2 separate regions of the Mus musculus genome follow, and region 1 is linked to region 2. Evidence: chromatin contacts called from public Hi-C data. All regions are on one chromosome and are shown on one strand. The core of a region is the stretch at or near the end of the contact, and the rest is flanking DNA. Distances in the headings are between cores, read along the strand shown.

What was found. Hi-C and Micro-C count contacts between places; a contact is called where the count stands out from the background.
Region 1: a contact with region 2 is called in a Hi-C map of uterus, with 6 times the contacts expected there. The contact joins two enhancer-like sites. A contact is called at or near these places in 1 of 39 promoter capture datasets (liver), 10 of 484 Hi-C or Micro-C datasets (CD8 T cells, brown adipocytes, embryonic stem cells and 3 more), 2 of 115 datasets of contacts at active chromatin or transcription factors (embryonic fibroblasts and embryonic stem cells) and 2 of 9 other capture datasets (adipose tissue and liver).

Annotation. Positions count from the first base shown.
Region 1 is chr19:40,547,960-40,551,508 of GRCm38.p6, reverse strand. It overlaps Aldh18a1 (aldehyde dehydrogenase 18 family, member A1), which reads left to right. Exons shown (of 19, transcript NM_019698.2): 19 at 180-1,252. The coding sequence ends at 361. Among named protein-coding and RNA genes, the nearest start is that of Sorbs1, 36 kb to the right of the region's middle. Within about 2 kb of position 2,253, at least 17 of the 459 cell types and tissues checked have an H3K27ac peak or open chromatin away from gene starts, as enhancers often do. A contact at or near this core is called in uterus, where this site is marked.
Region 2 is chr19:40,476,028-40,479,318 of GRCm38.p6, reverse strand. All of the region lies in intron 1 of Sorbs1 (sorbin and SH3 domain containing 1), which reads left to right. Among named protein-coding and RNA genes, the nearest start is that of Sorbs1, 36 kb to the left of the region's middle. Within about 2 kb of position 1,543, at least 137 of the 459 cell types and tissues checked have an H3K27ac peak or open chromatin away from gene starts, as enhancers often do. A contact at or near this core is called in uterus, where this site is marked.

The DNA.
Region 1 (3,549 bases), core at 1,004-3,503, 71 kb before region 2:
AGTGACAGGACTCACCCACAAGTGAGGACCGTCAGCCGGCCCAGGGAAGATGGGTCAGAAGTTAGCAGAGAAGACATGCATCGCAGGCTCATGGATGAACAGGGGGCAGTGGGTGGGAAAGCCTCGGCTTTCTCCGTGAGTTTTGTTTTCTTTTGTCTCGTTTTTTTTTTTTTTAATAGGAGCTGAAGTTGGAATCAGCACATCTCGAATCCACGCCCGGGGACCAGTAGGACTTGAGGGATTGCTAACTACAAAGTGGTTGCTTCGAGGGCAAGACCACGTGGTCTCGGACTTCTCCGAGCATGGAAGCCTCAAGTATCTTCACGAGAATCTCCCTGTTCCCCAGAGAAATTTCAGCTGAGAGGTGCCAGGCAGTCGGGACCGTTGTGCGCCGTCTGGCACATGGAGGCTACTCCAGGATCTCCAGAGAGAACCTGATCTCGTCCCTCACTTCTTGGAAGGGTCTGTCTTCTGGACAGTTCACCTATGCTTCTGGCTCTCCTCAGCGTTTCCAACCTTAGCTAATGTTCACACTCCATTTTGGCCTTCTTGGGTGTGTCTGTCTCCGTAACTGGGGTTGAATCTAGGGCCTTGCACATGGTAGGCAAATGCTCCACTGCCAGGCTGTCTCCCTGGCCCTGCAGTCCAGTCCTAGGAAGAGAATCGCTGTTGGAGACAGAGAGGCTTGGCTTTTCCCAGTCTGTTCACATCAGAGGTAGACCCTAAGGGACGCATCTACCATCAGAGACAATGGAAAGTCCTGGCTGCCGGAACGCCTCAGTGAGGTAAAGTCTCTTGGCGTTTTGACTGGGACCAGCCCAGCCATTCTCAGCCTCTCGACATGTAATTTCATTTCTTTTACGAAAGCTCGTCTTAAGGAGGGCTAACTCCTTAAAACCTTTAACATTTTCATTGGAAACGGTGACTGAGACAGACTGACTGTATCCACTGGGGAGATGACCTTGGTGTGTCTGTGAAGTTATGGGCGCACATCCTAGACATCTGCAGTCTGTCTCCGGCCTGGGGACACATGGTACCTTCAAAGTAGTTGGAATCTGAGCATCACGCTGGAGGGATGAATTTCAGGATGTTCCTACAAGTGGGAGGAAGATCTACAATCATGCTTGACCTTTTTATACAAATTATTTTGACATCCTATTCTCGACCTCCAGGACAAAGACTAGAGATTATTTTAATACTTTAGATTCTCCCCCCCCCCCTTTTTGAGAAATAAAATTCTTATAAAAGCCCATGTGCACAGTTCGTTTTCTCCCTTATTTGTCCTTGCCGTCATCTCCACTCTCCCTCCCTGGTGACCCTTCCTGCCCTGCTCTCAGCATGTTCCTGGAAGTTGGCTTGGTGGGTGGGAACGGTCATGGGGGAGCAGTTTCAATGGAAATGGCGAAGGGAAACCTTCCAGGGAGGGACTCCGGTCTTGAGAGGAAAAGAAAACAGAACAGTGGGCACCAAGAGTTTGTAGTCTGCTTATATGATGATTTGGGGCTGTGCAAGACATGAACATATTTGTTTCTGTCACGTCCTCCCCAGCATCTGCTCCACCATGTCACCAGCCCACATCTTTGGTTCACTGTGGCTATAACTCAATTCACTCTCCTGACCTGCCAAGTGTCTCTAAACACTTCTAATCCCCTCAATCCCTTTCCTTTAGCCCCTATTCTTAGTCTTCACAACCCTGCAGTCTGCATTTCAAAGACTTTTTATTTCTTGGAGGCCTCCAAAAAGAAGCAAGTGTTCACTGACAGGCTGCTTCTGATCCTCAGCGTGGTTTTATAGGCATAAGAATTACTGTGTCGTGTGGATCATGTTCCCAGACTGGCTCCAGCTCTACCTCTCATCTAGACCCTTACATGGTCTGGCCTGGCAAGGCACCCAGCCTGCCTTGCCCGGTGAAGGGGGAATTCTGACATAGCTTGCCTGAAAAGGGAATAAGCAAGATCCAGCTGAAAAGACAACACAGATTCCACAGGCAGCTCCCACCAGACAACAGATACCCCAGGAGTCTGAAATAGCAGATCCCTTTGGGAGCTCACTGTGAACACAGGCTGCCATGTGGGCTCTGGGGAAGGTGGGTTCTGGGATTGACTGGTGGTATGGCTTACAGGCTGCAGGTTAATGCAACCAAGGTGCAGGGCAAGAATGAAACCAGCGAGTCTGGAGAGCAGTGACTGTTGATTTAGGGCAGAAGGCTATATATAGGTTTCAAGAAAGTATGCCCTAACAGTGGTGTTGGTATCTCCTAGAGCCTTGTTTTTACAGCATGGGACAGAGATAGGGTATGTTCTGGAAAGGGCAGGTTGAACAGCCAACAGGGCTCTTTGCCCCTATTCAGAAACCGTAGCCCTGTCAATTTCCACAGAGGTGAGGCCACCAGCACCCTCCCTTTCTCCACTCAAAGTGAAGAAACACCTACAGGGCACTAGGAGGCAATCAAAGACTTGAAAGTGGCTCTACGTGGGTGGCCCAGTGTTTACTGGGCTGTCCTGTGGAGAGGAACTTCTTACTCTGAAGCTACTCCTGTGGTCCTTGCCTCCCACCATCAGCTCCTAAACAATACATGCCACAGAACCAACCAACCCTGACTCTCCCGGTTCCCACAAGGGGGCCAAAGAAAGAGTCCCTGGCACATGAGTTCATGGTCTTATTCAAACGGTAGTTGTACTTGGTTGTAGATTTTCTGTGATTAACAGCCCAAGGCATCACTATGGGACATACCCCCATTCGGAGATTGCTTATTAGATAGTTGACCAGCACAGGATGGAAAGCGGTTTGGCTGCCCTTCTTCTCTTATTTTATGAATCTGTCTCTCCCTTGTCTTGTCAGTTGGTGTGATTCAAAGCGGGATACTGCTCCCGCATCATTCTGCAATCGATGCTCACGTGATTCAGGCCTCAGTAATCCAAGCACTGCTGGGCATGTGGTTTAAATTTGACCAAATAGCATGTTGGTAGAATATTTAGGCAGTTATTAGGAAAAGTAAGCTCTAGTCTCCTGGGGCCATAAAGTCTATTTCAAGGAGATTAAAGCTGATTGTATCCAGTCTGCTACTGTGTAGGAAGAGTTTGTGGAGGTCATCCAGCAGAGGAGAAGCCAGAGGCTGTGTAGTGAGCCCAGCTCCATCCAACCTGTGTCTGAAGGAGATGTAAGTACACTGTAGCTGTCATCAGACACCCCAGAAGAGAGCATCAGATCTCATTACAGATGTTTGTGAGCCACCATGTGATTGCTGGGAATTGAACTCAGGACCTTCGCAAGAGCAGTCAGTACTCTTAACTACTGAGCCCTCTCTCCATATCTAGTCCGCTCCTAGATTCAACTCAGCAATTCAGTTTTTTGGTTTAAACTAGTCTGAACTGGCTTTTTATTTTTCATATTGGAAGACTGGATGATATACCTGGGTTCAAGTCTCTGCTCTGCCACTAGGAAACTGCATGGCCTAAGCAAGAAATTTAGCCTGTTTGTTCTTGGGACTGTTGTTATGCCTGCTACATAGTTGGTAAGGTAGAGGCACTGCATTGTGAGGGAGAGGTG
Region 2 (3,291 bases), core at 294-2,793:
CTTGTCTGTTCTGGAACTTGTAGACCAGGCTGGCCTCAGACTCAGAGAGATGTTGTCTCTGCCTCTGCCTCTCTGCCTCTCTGCCTCTCTGCCTCTCTGCCTCTCTGCCTCTCTGCCTCTCTGCCTCTCTGCCTCTCTCTCTGCCTCTCTGCCTCTCTCTCTGCCTCTCTGCCTCTCTGCCTCTCTCTCTGCCTCTCTGCCTCTCTGCCTCTCTCTCTGCCTCTCTGCCTCTCTCTCTGCCTCTCTGCCTCTGCCGAGTGCTGGGATTAAAGGAGTGCACCACCACCACCACCTGGTGCTGTTGTGTTTTTTCTGCTTGATATTGAGGTTGGCTTTTCTAGGCTCATCTTGGAAGGGCCTTGGGTAGTAGGAATGGGTTGTTGCAGGGCAAGACCATGGTGGCTTTGGGATGGGGGAACATGACCAGGTCTTGCTCCTTATACTACTTCTCTTTCTTTATGTTTCCTTTTCTCCCCCCTTAATATACTCGATTCTTTCTACTTCCTTGTCCCAGGACTATTTTATGTGTTGCCAGGTGTGATGTTCGACACAGAAGATGGAGAGTCCTTTTCTTCCCTTTATGTCCTTGATGCTCCATTTTACAGGCTGTCTTTGGCCATTTCTCCCCATGCCTTGCTGTACCCATTAAAGTCACTGCAGGCTTTGTGGAGTGGGAGACCCGGGTCATCCTCACACGAATGCCAGCTCTTTTGTGTCCCCTATTATGGTGCTGGGGCAATAGGGCAGGGTGTTGGGGTGGCTTTGCACATTCTTGGTTGCAACTGGCAGGGCATAGGAGCCAGTACAGCGGTGGGCCTGTGTGCTGCTGAAGCCGGGCCAGCACCAGGCTCAAAGGCTCAAGTGCTGCCCGGTGCTGACTCCACATTTTGGCTCTTAGGCTTCTGCCGTGTCATTTGTATTGGTCATTTAGCCTGGGCTGCTCCACAGCCTTGTCATCATAGGAATTACACAACATCTAGCGTTTTTGACCTTGTAAGGCTTTGGAGAAGAGACTGTAAATTCCTGCTCCGTATAGCAGCTCAGGGGATGGAACGAAGGAGACTTAGTCGGCTGACAGCCCTGGTGTTGGAAGGCTGCCCCTGCACTTGTGCATATGTTGGGCACGTCCCAGAGGGGTTCGTGCTGCAAAGAAGATTGCTGATCAGTGTTAGCCCAAGGAGGTTTGAGGACAGATTAGCTCCTTTTACAGCAAGTATTTTCTTCAACTCCCCACCACAGAAAGAGAGGTTTGGGTTTATTTAGATACACGTAAGAAGTCTCCTTTTCCTTAGTGTTTATTGTTGGCCTTTCCAAGTTCCAGGCCAGTTTCAGGGGGCCTAGGAAACAGTTTGTCAGCCTCTGTTGTTTTGACGTTCAAAGCTTCTAACAAACCCCAGTTTGGGCGAGAGCTTAGCAACTGCAGCGTGGCTGGGTCCCTGGCCAGGGAGGTGTCATTTCCTGATAGGTTTTGACTGCTAAGCACTCTGTGGGCTCAGTAGTACTGTGTCTCTTCTGAACCGGTCATGTGCTGTACTCTTATATTACTGGAGAGGGAGTGTCCCCAGAGCCTGGGGTGGTGAGGTCACTTACCTGGGTCACCACAGAGCCGTGGAAGAACCTGAACTGGAATTATCTCTTTTTCCAACCAAGTCTTAAATCCCATTTGCTGACTCTGTGTGTGTGTGTGTGTGTGTGTGTGTGTGTGTGTGTGTGTGTGTGTGGTAGTTGAATAGGGTCCAGGCACACACACTTTGCAATCAACTTGTCTGGGCTCCAGGTTCTAGCTGAGTTATTTATTTACTTTGCTTATGAGCATTGGCTTAGCCTTCCAGAGTTTCAGTTTCCTTATCTGTAGGATGGCGACTGCCCTTCTTGATAGGTTTTGAAGCTCTCCCAGGCTTGTTCCCAGTACATGTAGGCACTCAGTAGTTGGCACTTGGCAGTGTTATTTTCCATACCTTGCTGTAGATTTCTGGCTCTGCCGGGGTCTGTTATAGGCAGAGCTGCAGTAATCCCCAAACTTGCACGCCACCCTGCACCATCTTCCTTTCATTTAATGCAAACCTTGTGAGCAGACTAAGATCTGGGTTGGTGCGCACCTGTTAGAAGAGGATGCCTATGGATTTAAGCACCGTGCATTCCACAGTCAGCCATTTTTGGCTCAGTTTCAAAGCAGAAGCAGATTAGAGGTGTATGTGTGTGTGTGTGTGTGTGTGTGTGTGTGTGTGTGTCTGTGTGTACATGTGTGTGTGTAGAGGTTGGAAGTCAACCTTTGGTGGGGTTTCTCCTCAAGTGTCACCCACTTTGTGTTTTCTTGATAGGCTCTCTCATTGGCCTGAAATTCGAGAAGTAGGCCAGGCAGGCTGATTGATCAGTGAGTTTCTGGGATCCTACCATTTTTGTGTTGTTGGTTCTGGGGCTCAAACTCAGATCTCCATTCCTACACAGTAAAGTCTTCAGTGACTGCTGCCTCCTCGTCCCCAGACAGATATTATTGGGTCAGGAGAAGTTCCATGTGCTCCAGGTATCCTTGAGTTACAGACACTCTGACTTGTGAGCTATCCACCCATAGGACTTCCTCTTGCCTTTACCCTTCCTTGCCCAGCTGTTCGGATGATGATTCAGTCTGCAAACATTTGAGTGTCTCCTGTGTTCCAGGCATAGGGCAAAGTGCGAGGGAGAAAACACACGTTGAACCTGGAATTCATGAGTCTTATGGTTCATAGGGAAGGCATCAAGTCAATATGAGTAAAGTCATCACAAATCATTTTGAGGCTGCAGTGAGGAAGTGCTGGAGACCACTGAAGCACATGCTAGAGAGACCTGACTGTGTTTAGGGGACCACAGAAGGCTCTCAAAGAGGTGAGTGTTGAGCTGATAGCGGAAAGTCGGAAGCAGAGAGGAGCAGGGGATGGTGGTACAACCTTTGAACTTATCATCTACCTCTTTTCCCGTAGTCTTTTTGGAACCAGTCAGTTGTCATTTGTCTTTGGTGTGCTTGGCACCATGTACTTTGTCATTTGACTCTCCCAACTCTCCTTCAAGATGAGTGTTGTGGCTTCTGGGTGACGAAACCGGCTCAGGGTGCTAAATGCTGTGGGCTTTGGTCTCATGTTGGAGGCTAGGACTTAAACCCCTTGGTCCTTCTGTCTCTGTCTTTTGCAGACATGGTTTTTTGTGGCTTGACCTGGTGGTTTTAGCCACTGTCTCCACATCATGTCCTAGGAAGATGTAATGTGGGTTCCAACCTTTCACCTGTAAGTAGACTTTCGGTACCCAGCCTCTAAGTCG